Regions from separate parts of the Drosophila melanogaster genome. Here all the other regions are linked to region 2. Evidence: chromatin contacts called from public Hi-C data. All regions are on one chromosome and are shown on one strand. The core of a region is the stretch at or near the end of the contact, and the rest is flanking DNA. Distances in the headings are between cores, read along the strand shown. Region 1 holds the start of Rcd2 (Reduction in Cnn dots 2). Region 2 holds the start of CG13252. Region 3 holds the start of CG18281.

Evidence for each region. Hi-C and Micro-C count contacts between places; a contact is called where the count stands out from the background.
Region 1: a contact with region 2 is called in a Hi-C map of the OSC cell line, with 9 times the contacts expected there. A contact is called at or near these places in 14 of 107 Hi-C or Micro-C datasets (the Clone 8 cell line, the Kc167 cell line, the ML-DmBG3-c2 cell line and 6 more) and 6 of 7 datasets of targeted methods (the Kc167 cell line and the S2 cell line).
Region 3: a Hi-C map of the Kc167 cell line shows a contact between it and region 2, with 1.5 times the contacts expected there. A contact is called at or near these places in 3 of 107 Hi-C or Micro-C datasets (the Kc167 cell line and the S2 cell line).

Annotation. Positions count from the first base shown.
Region 1 is chr3L:20,539,078-20,543,165 of dm6, forward strand. Rcd2 (Reduction in Cnn dots 2) reads right to left here and starts at 1,340. Exons shown (of 3, transcript NM_140987.3): 1 at 1,057-1,340.
Region 2 is chr3L:20,728,334-20,732,109 of dm6, forward strand. It overlaps CG13252, which reads left to right and starts at 2,258. Exons shown (of 3, transcript NM_140991.3): 1 at 2,258-2,537. lncRNA:CR43945 (long non-coding RNA:CR43945) reads right to left here and starts at 1,323. Exons shown (of 1, transcript NR_073960.1): 1 at 941-1,323.
Region 3 is chr3L:20,497,467-20,501,689 of dm6, forward strand. CG18281 reads left to right here and starts at 2,370. Exons shown (of 1, transcript NM_140979.1): 1 at 2,370-4,034. The coding sequence starts at 2,406. The coding sequence ends at 4,034. The region is part of intron 1 of CG32425; the gene reads left to right.

The DNA.
Region 1 (4,088 bases), core at 90-2,589, 190 kb before region 2:
AAAGGAAAGAGGTTAAAAAATCGAAAGTTAGTTAGTTCGATGCACGTAAAGTAAACTGCATAATATTTAGACTCGGATTCCCCTTTTATTTGTCTTAAAATGCGTTCTCATCTTATATATGTATCTAATCTTATTTGCATAACCCATACCTTCGCAATTTATATTTTACCTAAGTCTGAAATTGCATCATTTCTACCTCAACCACTTGCAGCGTAACCCATCGCACTTTGTTCCTGAAATGCACTTTTATCTAATCTTCCGTTTTTCTGTCTCCTGTCTGAGATTTGAAGGCTCTTACCACTCTTACCACGCAGTTGTAACCAAGTTGCCAAGTACACTCTGATTACCGCTCAAACACGCTACCTGCTTTGTTTTCTTCGATTCGCACGATAAGTGTGTTATAACATATGCCATATGATTGCCTGATAACTCTTCGTTTTGATACCACACACACATACTGTACGTACTAAAAGTCGCACACAGTTTGGGCCAAAAGTATATTGCTGAATGGGCGCTTATGGGGTTTTCCTGTATTTCAGCGTTTCAGCATTTTCCAATGGCTGGGAAACGTATACGTTTCCGATCAAGTTTTTACTATGTTGCAGTTTGGCCATTTATTTGCAGCTTATTACTTTTATCGAAGTTTATCGACAATACAAGATGCATCACAGATATTTATAGACTATTTATGTTTTTGCAAGCCAGTGAAGTGGTGGCCAAAACAAAATGTCCGCCGACACGTGCATATCTGAAAGTGCATTTGACCGATTCGCCCTCAAATGTTATTGGACAAAGAGCTAAAGCGGAGCCCGCGGTTTACTCGGCTTTTAAAAAGGAAGCAGCGAATGAAATTCCATCTTTAGCATTTGCAGCACATATTTTTCACAGTGACCATTAAAAATAATGCCAAAAGTAGAAACCAAACCAAATGATCGAGATAGCGAGAAACATAACAAAATAGGCATAAAGCCAGGTGAAACACTTAGCGCCGAAATTAGGTCGCTTGGCCTACGCATATTACGAGTATGAATATATTTTGGACTCGATTGGCATTACCTTTACTTTACTTGTCGAGAGTCTAACTGATCCAAAAATAAAACTTCATTGTACTATTTGTTTTCAATTGACCGCCTGTCTGTCCATTTGGTCTCTTGTTTTTTAGTTGTTTCTTAGTTGTTTTTATTTTTGATTTAGCCCCGATGCTGGTCTTTTTCGCAGTGCTGCGTATTTGTGTTTTGTTTGAGACGCCGCTTTTAAGGTGATAAATATGTGAGGTTTCGGGATTTTTCACTAGAGCACAGCACACAACCGATTACAGTGGAGGTTTCCAGCAAACTAAGGAGTTGTTTGCCAATTGAACATTTTTATTTACGTTTCTCGCTCTCTTTTTGCCTTTCGCTCTCTTTTTTCGGCACTCAGCGCGATTTTCTCTTTGCCATTCTCCGATCTTGCTTGTTTTTACTTGTGTACGGTTGGGCAAATAAATCTGGCTAAATGCGTAATTACAATGGGCGAAGCGTTTACTTTATTTAATCAGACTGATCTATATTTTCGTATACGTACTAATTTTACTTGTTAATGGAATATAAGCATAGTTACTTATATTTATATTGCCTATGCCTCCTACATTCATTCACTTGCTCCAATACATATTAAACATTGCTTTATTATTCGGTTATGTTTAAAAAGCTAAATAATATCATCAAATTTGTTGTAGAAAAACAATTTATTTTATTTGCACTCAGAATTTTGAATCCTTGTACCACTGTTCGTATGCTTAATAAAGGTAAAATTGTTTGTTTATAGTGCGTATACGCGATAATGCTTATACGTTCGTTGTGACCTATCGATTATTTCGTGCGATGTTATATCGATTAACGACTTATAGCTGTAAAATGCTGATAAGCTGCACTGTTAATTAACAGAGCTGCTAAGCAACCGGATTGAAAAAATTACTTAATTTTGTTTCTGGCATTTTCGTTAAAAATCAATTAGACATTTGAGTGGTAGCTAGGAAGGGTGCGCGGCTACTGCTACGCTACTTCTCGCACAAGAATGGCAGGCTTACCAAGTATCAAGTACCTTACATAGCATTTTAAATGGCGATCTGCCGTTGGGCTGCCGTATAGCTTAAATCACTTCTAGTTTGAAAGAAAAAAGCCCGCCAAGTTCAAATGCCACTTAAATTTCAAAAAGTTCGTCATCATATGCTGTTTACGAAGCGATGGTTGCGCACATTGATGTGATAGTCGTGCGGTTTATCATATGAGTACACTGAGTACACTTCGATACAACTTGCGTTTGCGCAGTGACCCGTCTCCAGTATAAGCACCACTTAATAGTATTTTAAAGCTGTTCCGGTAGGTTTTGTAAACCATTTGCGTTGTAAACGAAACAAAACCTAACAAAATAAAGTATCTAGGTTTTATATAGTTAGTTTGTAAAGTTAGTCTGTTTAACTGGCTTAAGTTTAAAGATTGCCAAACTTAATTGAGCCTACAATATTGATTAAGAAACAAATTTTTTAAAATTTTGAAAATATTTGCATTATTTTGTCCCTTTTTAAATACATAACTGTGATTTTTCTCTTCGTTTATTTAACATAATGTGAAATGCTGATAAGCTGTTACTAAACACAGTAACCAGAAGAGGGAAATCACCTTTTTTGTCTGATCTGGCAACTCTGAGCATGGCACTAAATATATGCAGCACGCTTTTGGGATAAATTGATAAAATGGTTTTCGAAGAAAAATGTGGACAAAACTTTTGCTTTGATATAAAAAAGGAATTTAGTTTTCATTACGGCCAGACAAAAGTGCCCGTTTTACAAATCGAAAAATTCTTACAAATTCGAAAACCGTAGCATGACCGAATAATAATAATAAATTGCTAGATGAGAAAAAAGTTAAAGTGTAAATAATTCAAATTCCTGCTAGGATGTAAATATTATGTTTTGCATATATAGTACAAGCTGTACTTTAACCTTTAAACCGAAAGCTATAATTAATCCAATATCTGCAAAAATATTAACTTTTACAATATTTGTTTGTATAAAATATAAAAAAATAATTCAGAAAGTTAGTTGGATCTAAAGTTTCTTTTGAGACTTATATACGTATAAATTCGAATTTATTTTAATTTTGCCCGACGAACATACGCATCCTTAAACATTTGTGGCGCCGTTGAAGTAGACATTTTCCCGCTGAAGTTGCTGCTGCCACTGGAGTTGCTGCTGCATGTTTTCTGTTCCCGATGTTGCTGCTGTCATTGGTGCACTCACAACTGGCATTGGTAATTAGCACGCGCGCTGCTAATTAACACTTTCTGGAGGAGCGGACTCCACTCCACTCCACTCCACTGCAACCCATTCGTGTGTGTCTGTGCTCAGGGGCCGCTGCAATTCCCCGTCGACTGCAAATTGCACGCGTGGCGGCTGCAACGCCGCTCCAACTTGCAACACTCAGAATAAATACAACTGTTTGTTGCGAGAAAATAATGGCGAGGTAACGAGCTGTGACATGAATAGGAGTATATAAATGAAATAAAATATTCTAGCAATCTGATGAACTAATTTAGCAATTCGTCTCAACTTTAAGCTTTTTGAAACAAATTTAAAGAAGTGTAATTTACATAATTTAAATTGAAATATCCTTCAAAAATGCAATCTTTACGGCATCTTTGATAATCTGGAATAAAATTGAACTATTCTGTCGCTATTATTTATTAATATATTAAAGTGTGATTGTGGGGGTCAGGAGGTTGGATTTTTGTCGGCGATTGCCTACTTTATAGGACATTTTTTGTGGCGAGTGCAACGCCACAACTGAAAGATTGCTCCTGGGTTTGGCTCAAAGCGAAAATGCCGCCGCACTCTTTTCGCTCGCCGGCTAAAATGTAGGCCCAAATATGGTCAAGCTGTGTTTTTTTTTTTTTTTTTTTTTTGGGTTAGCGGCTCCTAGGTGGTGCCTCTTTTTGGTCCTGACGCTCACACATCCGCTCCCCGTCCGAAAAAGCGTGAAATTTTAATTGTGTCTTTCGGGGCGTTGTCGTCTTGGTCGATCGGCCGCCGCCGCCTCGACCCGAAATAA
Region 2 (3,776 bases), core at 1,008-3,507:
TTTTGCCTGCCTTTCTGCTGTTATCTGCTGGCAGTTTATGCGACAACAACACTCTGGCTAACTGACCATGAAAACAGCCACGAGGAGTGGAAATGCGGAAAAGCAGCAGGGACAAACGACAAACTTAAGTAAAATATAGCCGCACTCGCTGCAATGTCAGAGAAAATCTAATGGCGTCGAGATAGAGAAAAGTATCCGATTTCTTCTCAGGCTTCGTTAATGTTCTTTAAGCGAGAGAAAAATGAGAAAATAGTAGAGTCAATGTGAGTTAGTACCTGGAACTGCATGTGCTAAAGGTTAAATCTGTAAATATTAAAGCACATAACATTACAATAAACATATAAAAAAGAGATAAAACTTAATTAAAGAATAATAAATAGTTTTGCTAAATACATAATGCACACATAAGCCAAAACTCATCTACACACATACAATTTTTTTTAGTATTTTAAACTATTGTATGCTCATTCAACGAAAAGAAAATGGCAATAGTCATTTGCTTTTCATAAATATTTCACATATGAAATGTAATGTCCATCTGTTTGTATATATGCAAAAATTGCGAGTTAGAAACTTTTTGTTTAAATATAGAGATGACATTCACTTTATTAGATCAAAAAAGGCAGGTATGATACAGGTATGATCGTTAATTTCAGATCAATTTAAGTTGTGATATGGTGTCATAAAATGAACGACAGGGTAATTAAGTATATATTAAATGTTTTGGGGTCATCATGAAGTGTTTTAACATGTTAATGATAATGACAACATTTAACGCACCTCATACTGATACATTCATCTATATAATTTTTTTTCGACCCCGAAATTAAACTGCAGGTAAAGAACCAATTATCTTTAATCGCATACAAAAGCAAAACAATTTCAGGCGTAAGCTTTCCGACTTGAATAAGCCCGTTAATAATATCCAAATTCCGCATTCCCCCAATTCGAATGACTCCCAGCCAGATCGAATCCATTCATTTATGCCAGATCTGTTAATATGCAAATCCAATAATTTCAGAAGCAGTATTCCCTTGACATTGTTGTAGCTGACTCCAGACACTTGCAGCAGATACCAACCTACGAAAAATTACTCATTCGGCGACGCGCCGCTCACTTAGCAATTAGTCGCCTGAACAATCTGCAAGTACAAGAGGATTATACCGACTGCCGAATAAATGCATGCGAAGATCTCTGCAGTCGCAAGCGGTACACTGAAAAGAACACTTCTTGAAATATTTAACTTTATATCACAATAAATAGTAAATACAATTTCGAGTAGCAAAACAATTTTTAAGTTAAGTTTGATGGCTAAAACAATGTAACGTTAATTGTATATTTTTTGATCCGTTACTCCGTTTTATTATTATTATTATTTTTTTGTTGAGTATAATTTTAAGTAATACTTGTTGTTAATATCAAATAATCGAATATTTTTTTTTATTTTTGTATGTCATACTCATATATTTCTAGTATAGATCTCAGAATCTCATCTCTTCAAGGCTTTATATAAGGTTAAAATAATATTATTAAAACGAGTGAAAGCATATTTTCAAGTGCATGAGTGAGTATATATTTTGCTTGCATATTTTGCATTTTACATTAATCCGCAGCTCTTCTTATTCGATGGGCGTGAGCGGGTGTTGTCGTGATATTCCATTTCGCATTTAGCACTTTACATTTAACATTTTGCATGGCGCACACGCCTTGGCCTGAAAAAGCGGAATGATGGCAACGATCTTTACGCTTTTCGCCAGATTCTTCGGTTTCCCAGATACCAACCCACATCCAACCCACCCCAATTAATATGCGTGTGATCGATCGTCGCTGCAGTTTTTGCGAATTTGCGTATACGGGAATTTGTGCACGTGATGCACTCGCCAAAATTCCATCTGCTCACTTGCTCTGAAAATTTACGACCTGTTGTTTTTGACGTTGATCTATGCTTTTTTCCTCCAATCAAACAGCTTTGAGAGAGAGAGAAAGCTTCTTACGGTGAGCGTAAGAAGGCTTGAAGAGCGAAGACCACAAGAGAAGACTGATAGAAAAGAAGCCGGCTGCCGGCCAAAGATCAACAAAAAAAAGATTTAATGCATGGCAGCGAAGAATGCGGGCCAAAAGAGAGCGAGCTTTTTCTTCCGATCGTGAAATAACGCTCCATTCTCTCTCCCAAAACCGCGAACGCTCCCCCCTTAAGAGAGAGTGCCCAAGCGATAACCACAAGCTATAAAGTTTTTGTGGATCGAGCTTGGAAACTCAGTTGAATTTGAGCAGTGATCGCGGAAGCCTCATAAGCTAAAAAAAAAAAAACACACGAAATTCATGCACCCACAATTAATTTTCGTTTTGTGAAGTGAACAGAAACCGTGCTATAAAAAAGAAAAAAAAAAACACCAGCTAACCAAGCCCAATAAACCGCAGAAAAATACAAAATAAATACAAAACAAGTGTAGTGCGAATAACTAAAAGCAAACCATGTGAGCAAGTAGAATTTATGCTCGAGTGACAAGAAAAAAAACACGAATTTTACGTGGCAGGTGTGTAGAAGCGCATTCCACAGATTGTACATAATCTATATAATACAGGCACTGGTGGAATCTGCGACCAAGTTGATTTTTTCGTTCCCCTCACTCTGCTCGCATTACCTTCTTTATAATTTTTTTCCTACCGCCGCCGACGATTATATAAGCCAGCATAAAAGTAGAAGGGTAATGACGGTAGCGTTGTTGGCCCATACAAACACCCAATATGGCTATACAAACAAACACCGACACGCACATTGGGACACGTTGAGCGTACATAGATAAGATAGCATAGCTAATAATATAACCAGGGGGAAAACTGTACAATAACGTCATTTATAAAATATTTATGGATTTGGCGTACGTTTTTTTCAATTTGTGCTTCGTATTTTCGCTTTTAAGCAACTTCCAGATGCTGCTGCCCTAGGGTATATTTAAACATTATTCGCACGCATTTGCTAAATAATAAACAAATTATAAATAGGTAACTTAATAAAAAGCCCAATAGCGAGAACAGATGAAAACGGAAAACACCAGATGAGTAGAATACACAGGGACAAATAGTCGGCGCGACTGACAGATCGTCAAATGCTGAAAGCTTTTCGTACTACTCTATGCTCGATGAATGTATCTTTGTATCTCGGCATCGTTTATCATGTGTCTCACTCCCACTCGCTGGCTGCCACTCGGCCTGGGTCGCGTTTTTATTTGTATTTAATTTTGTTGTATTTTTTCCGATTTTTTCACTTTTTTGTTTACACTAAGAAATCAAGGTTAAAAGCGCAAAGCGGCGTGCGTAAATGGACAGAAATTAGGCAGAGTTGGTATTGAATTTATCGCAATGATCAAACAATTTGATTTCATTAGCCATATCATGCCATGACCATGCCCATGCCCAGTACCTATACTATACAATTCCCCCTCCCCTGCGACACGCACAGTCCATTAAAGACTTATTTAAGCTTGGCAGCCAACTACTCACAACCAAAAACACCAATAAAAAAAAAAAAGAAGGAAAGAAGCCGGCCAAGCTTTAAAGAGCCGAAAGCGAAAAAGCAACGCCGAATCCGAATGTATGAAAACCAGAGCAAATAAATAAAAGCCGGAGGGGAAGTGCTTACGTGACGGAGTCGAAGCTTCAATGCCCTAGGGAAAATGGTTTAAGATCTGCTCGACAAGAGTTATTACTCCATATTTCAGATTTTCAAGACATGCTTTAGGGTTACCATCCAAAAATGTATCAACCTACAGTGC
Region 3 (4,223 bases), core at 1,120-3,619, 230 kb before region 2:
TGTGTGTGTTTTTGGTGTGTGTAAAGATTTTCAACTTTTCAGCTTGGTTAAGCGGTGAAAAAAGAATATATCAACAACAACACAAGCGCGCGCCCGCCTCTCTTTTCGCGTTTTTGTGCGTGTGAGTGAGAGTGAGTGTGATAATTATGGCATAAGTGGCATACAAATTATGATAGCAGAATTCCCACGGCCGACGACGAATGTGAATTGGGAAAATCGAAAAAGCAGGCAAAGCCAGGAGGCGGATAAATCGCCGAGCGAGTGCAGCAAATCGATCAGCTGTGACGTCGACGGGGGCAGAAAGTTTGGCCAAAAGAAAAGGTCAAACAAGCAGCAGCAGCAACAACAACAACAACTGCACGCGGAACGGAAAGAGGAGGAGCTCTGTCACAAGCAAGGGGTAAAGGATAAGAGTAGTAAGAAGAAGGAGAATCTAGCAGGCGAGGAGGATAAGAAGAAAAAGCAAGAGGAAAGGGAACATAGCAAGAAGAAGCAGCAGCTTCAGCAGAAGCAAAGGGCAAATAACAAGAAGAAGAAGCGGCATCAGCCTCCCCGTGTACAGAGGAAAAAAAACCTCGTCTTATTTTTAGATTATTTACGCCAGTTTGGTGCCGTCGAAAGCGAAATTGTCGCTGTTGAATCAGCCGGCTGCTGTGACGTCAGAGAAGCAGGCTGCCATCACGCCAACGGTAAATACGCCGCCCATAACGGCACTTGGAGCCATTTCGAGCATAAAACCGAAATTTATGCTCTATATCGTCACCTGGAGATCGGTGGCCCGCTCGAACAAGTGCAACAGCAACAGCAGCTGAGGGTCTGTCCAATCAAGACCCGGCTGCGCTTCGAGATGCTCTTTGCCGAGCCACCGCCCACCCAGGGCCACGCCCCCACCGCCCACGGTCACGATCATACGGCCGATGATATGCCAGATGCGCCACCTGGCGGCGAGCCGGTGATCCCAATGCTGCAGGATCAGCAAAACAGCGAACTTATGGCCGGTGAGTCTAATCTAAAGATATTAAGTTAAAAAAACAACAAGCGGGCTTTATTTCCACAATAATTTACAAATTATTACTTTAATAAATAACGCAATTTAAGCAACAAAGTTTTAAAAGCCTATCACTATGCATGCTAAAAAAAATATATTGCAAACCTAAAGGGATATGACTCATTAGATAAAATGAGTCAATAATAAAAAGCTATCCCTCGAACGATATGTATGAAATATATCCAAACATTTTTATAATTTATAATTTAATACAGACAAATAGTGCGAGATTTGTATTTATATATTTATACCCTTTTCTTGTAGACTAAAAGAGTATTATCGGCTAGATAAAAAGTACGAAACGGGCGGGGAGGTAAGCATTTCCTGCACTCGGAAAAATTGAGAACAAAAAAATAGAGGTCGGTTGCGCTCAGCGTACTCAGTGAATAAATAAACCTTCTTGGTTTCGAGACGAAAATGATCTCAACGTTTATATTTTTTATTTTTCGGAAGAAGTATTGGGTGTAAGATTGTCGAAGAGTCTGAAAAAAGAGAGGAAGACAAATGAAAGCAAAATCATTTGCAATCTGAGAATGGTTTGATCTCGATTTGAGTATGCTGAGAATGATTAGATCTTGGCTAGATTTTAAAATCGAACTTCTCAAAACGAGAACATTTTGGTCACGTCCACTGGTATCGGCAACAAACTGCAAAAAGCTTTCATGTCCACAATTTTGAATTAATTTCTTCACAAATTTGTTTTTGTTTTTCCATTGCTAGCCATGTAATGGGTATGTGATAGTCGAAGAACTCGACTAAAGCGTGCTTTTTCGGTTTGGTATACATATGTATACTTACAATATTCTCATATCCGCACTTCTAAGTTGTGATTGTGATTTGCAAAAATGTCACTATTTATTCACAGTCATATAGAAAGTTTAGGCATGCATACTCAACCCATATTTTAAGACACGAAAATATGTTAAATAATTTTTAATGGCTTACCTTTAAAAAGTTCTAAAAGTAGATGGCTTTACTTGTTGGCTTGTAAATCGGAACCTTATGGTTCTATTCTCACTAACAAGAGAGGGAAATGTTTGTTATTATTAATAGCTTGGATGAATAATGTTAATATATTTGTGAAAATTTCAGCTATTTTGAAAACAAACTTTTAAATTCTCTTATTTGCGTTTTGCTTACGATCTCTTTGACACATCTCTTTGCTTTCTGCGAGGAGTTCTAGTTTAAACGATATATATTTTAAACGACAAAATAGTGTAGTATAGTTCGAGTATCATGTTTTTTACAGTGCAGCCATAACTATATTTTCTATAAAACTGAGGCGTATAAATTGGATTTAAACTGGAGTTGTCAGGCTATTCTGGCGTTGGCCAGTTCGCGGACAGAACACTAAAAAATGGCGCAGTTGAAGTTTCTTAGACCCCTGGTGAAAGTATTGGTTAATCGTTCTGGAATCGGAAAAGCAAGTGTTTGGCACGCGGTGATCGTTACGTTTATGCACTACTTCTCCTGGGGTCTTCTCACCGTTCCCTTCATCGAAAAATTGTCGGGATCGTTTGGGAATCGCGTCCTTCTCGTCGATGGACTGGTTTATGGAGTTAGAGGAATCCTGGGATTTGTGACCACGCCCGTGATGGGTGCCATTTCCGATTTTCATGGCCGGAAAGTAGTGATGCTACTGGCAGTGGCAACCACCTACGCTCCAATTCCATTCATGATGTTGAAGAGTTGGTGGTTTTTCGCCATTCTCACTGTGAGCTCCATCTGTGGCAGCACTTACTCCTCTTCATTGGCCTATGTGGCAGACACAACTACTGTGGAGAATCGTTCAAAAGGCTATGGCATTGTTGCGGCCAGTTTTGGCGCAGGAATAGCCTTTTCACCATCGTTGGGGAATTACTTGATGAAATCGTACGGGTCCGCATCAGTTATTTTGATTGCCGCCATCACAGGCTTGATTAATATAATGTTTATCATATTTGCGGTGCCAGAGAGTTTAGTTTTAAAAGAAAAAAATAATATGTTGGATGAAGAGAGTGATAACAAGATGGAGGACATTAACCCGAAGGAAAGGAAAGAGATCTTAAACAGAGAAGAAAAATTGAATAACCACGTTTCAGCGAACAAATCCAACCACGGCACATCACAAAATCTAGTCACAAATAAAGAGCTGGGCCAACAGTTCAACAAAGAGGAAAACCTTCAGAATGATTTAACTGAAAAGGAGAAAATTGATAATGGATCCCTAAACTCTTCCGATCTTTGGGAAGTGCTGCGTAAAAGTCGTAAGGATAAGAACCTGCTCGTGATATACCTCATAACATTCCTCTCGATTTGGCCCTTTGCAGGAGTGGATTCTACTGCGCCCGTTTATCTCAAAACTAATATGGGATTTGAGTACGAGGAGGTGTCCATGATGTTGGGATTACTATCTGTGCTGGCGATCACATCCAATCTCCTTCTCGGTTATATTATAAACATAGTGGGGGCCAAGTGGTCGATCCGACTGGGATTATTACTCCTGCTATTGCAGTTGTTCTTCTTCGGCTTTGGAACCCATCATTGGATGTACTGGTTAAGCAGTATCTTGGCCGCACTGGCAACAATTATACCCGCTGCCAATAATGCGGTGGCTTCCATCTACGCCAGTCCCGATAATCGGGGTGCTGTCCTGGGCATTATCTCTGGAATTGAGTGCTTGAGCGAGGGTGTGGGACCTGCCTTTTTCGGAGTACTCTTCTTCATTTTCCAGGATGATTCGAAGAATAAAGTTAATTCACCAATTTCAATGCCCTTCGTCATAAGTGCCATTGGTGTATTTGTAGCCATCGTCTTGACAGGTTTTATTAAAAAGGAGACTGTCGAAAAGGCACCATTGATCTATAAGATCATAGACGACGCTAGCGAGGATGAGGTAGAACCACTAGCGAAAACAACATTTAAATATGAAAAGAATAATGGTTATGTAAAACTAGAGATAGATGACAACTATGATTCGGATTGTAAAGAACATAGCTTTAAATAATTGTTATTTAATTAAACGTTATATAAATTTTCATAAAATGTTCACTTGTTTTAAGTATTCAACAAGAGGGAATGCTATAGTCGAGTTCCCCGACTATCAGATACCTATTACTCATCTAGTCGGAATACGATCGCGAAGTTTCATCATTTTTCTGGGATATCGATAGATATTAGGTAATAAAATAAAAAA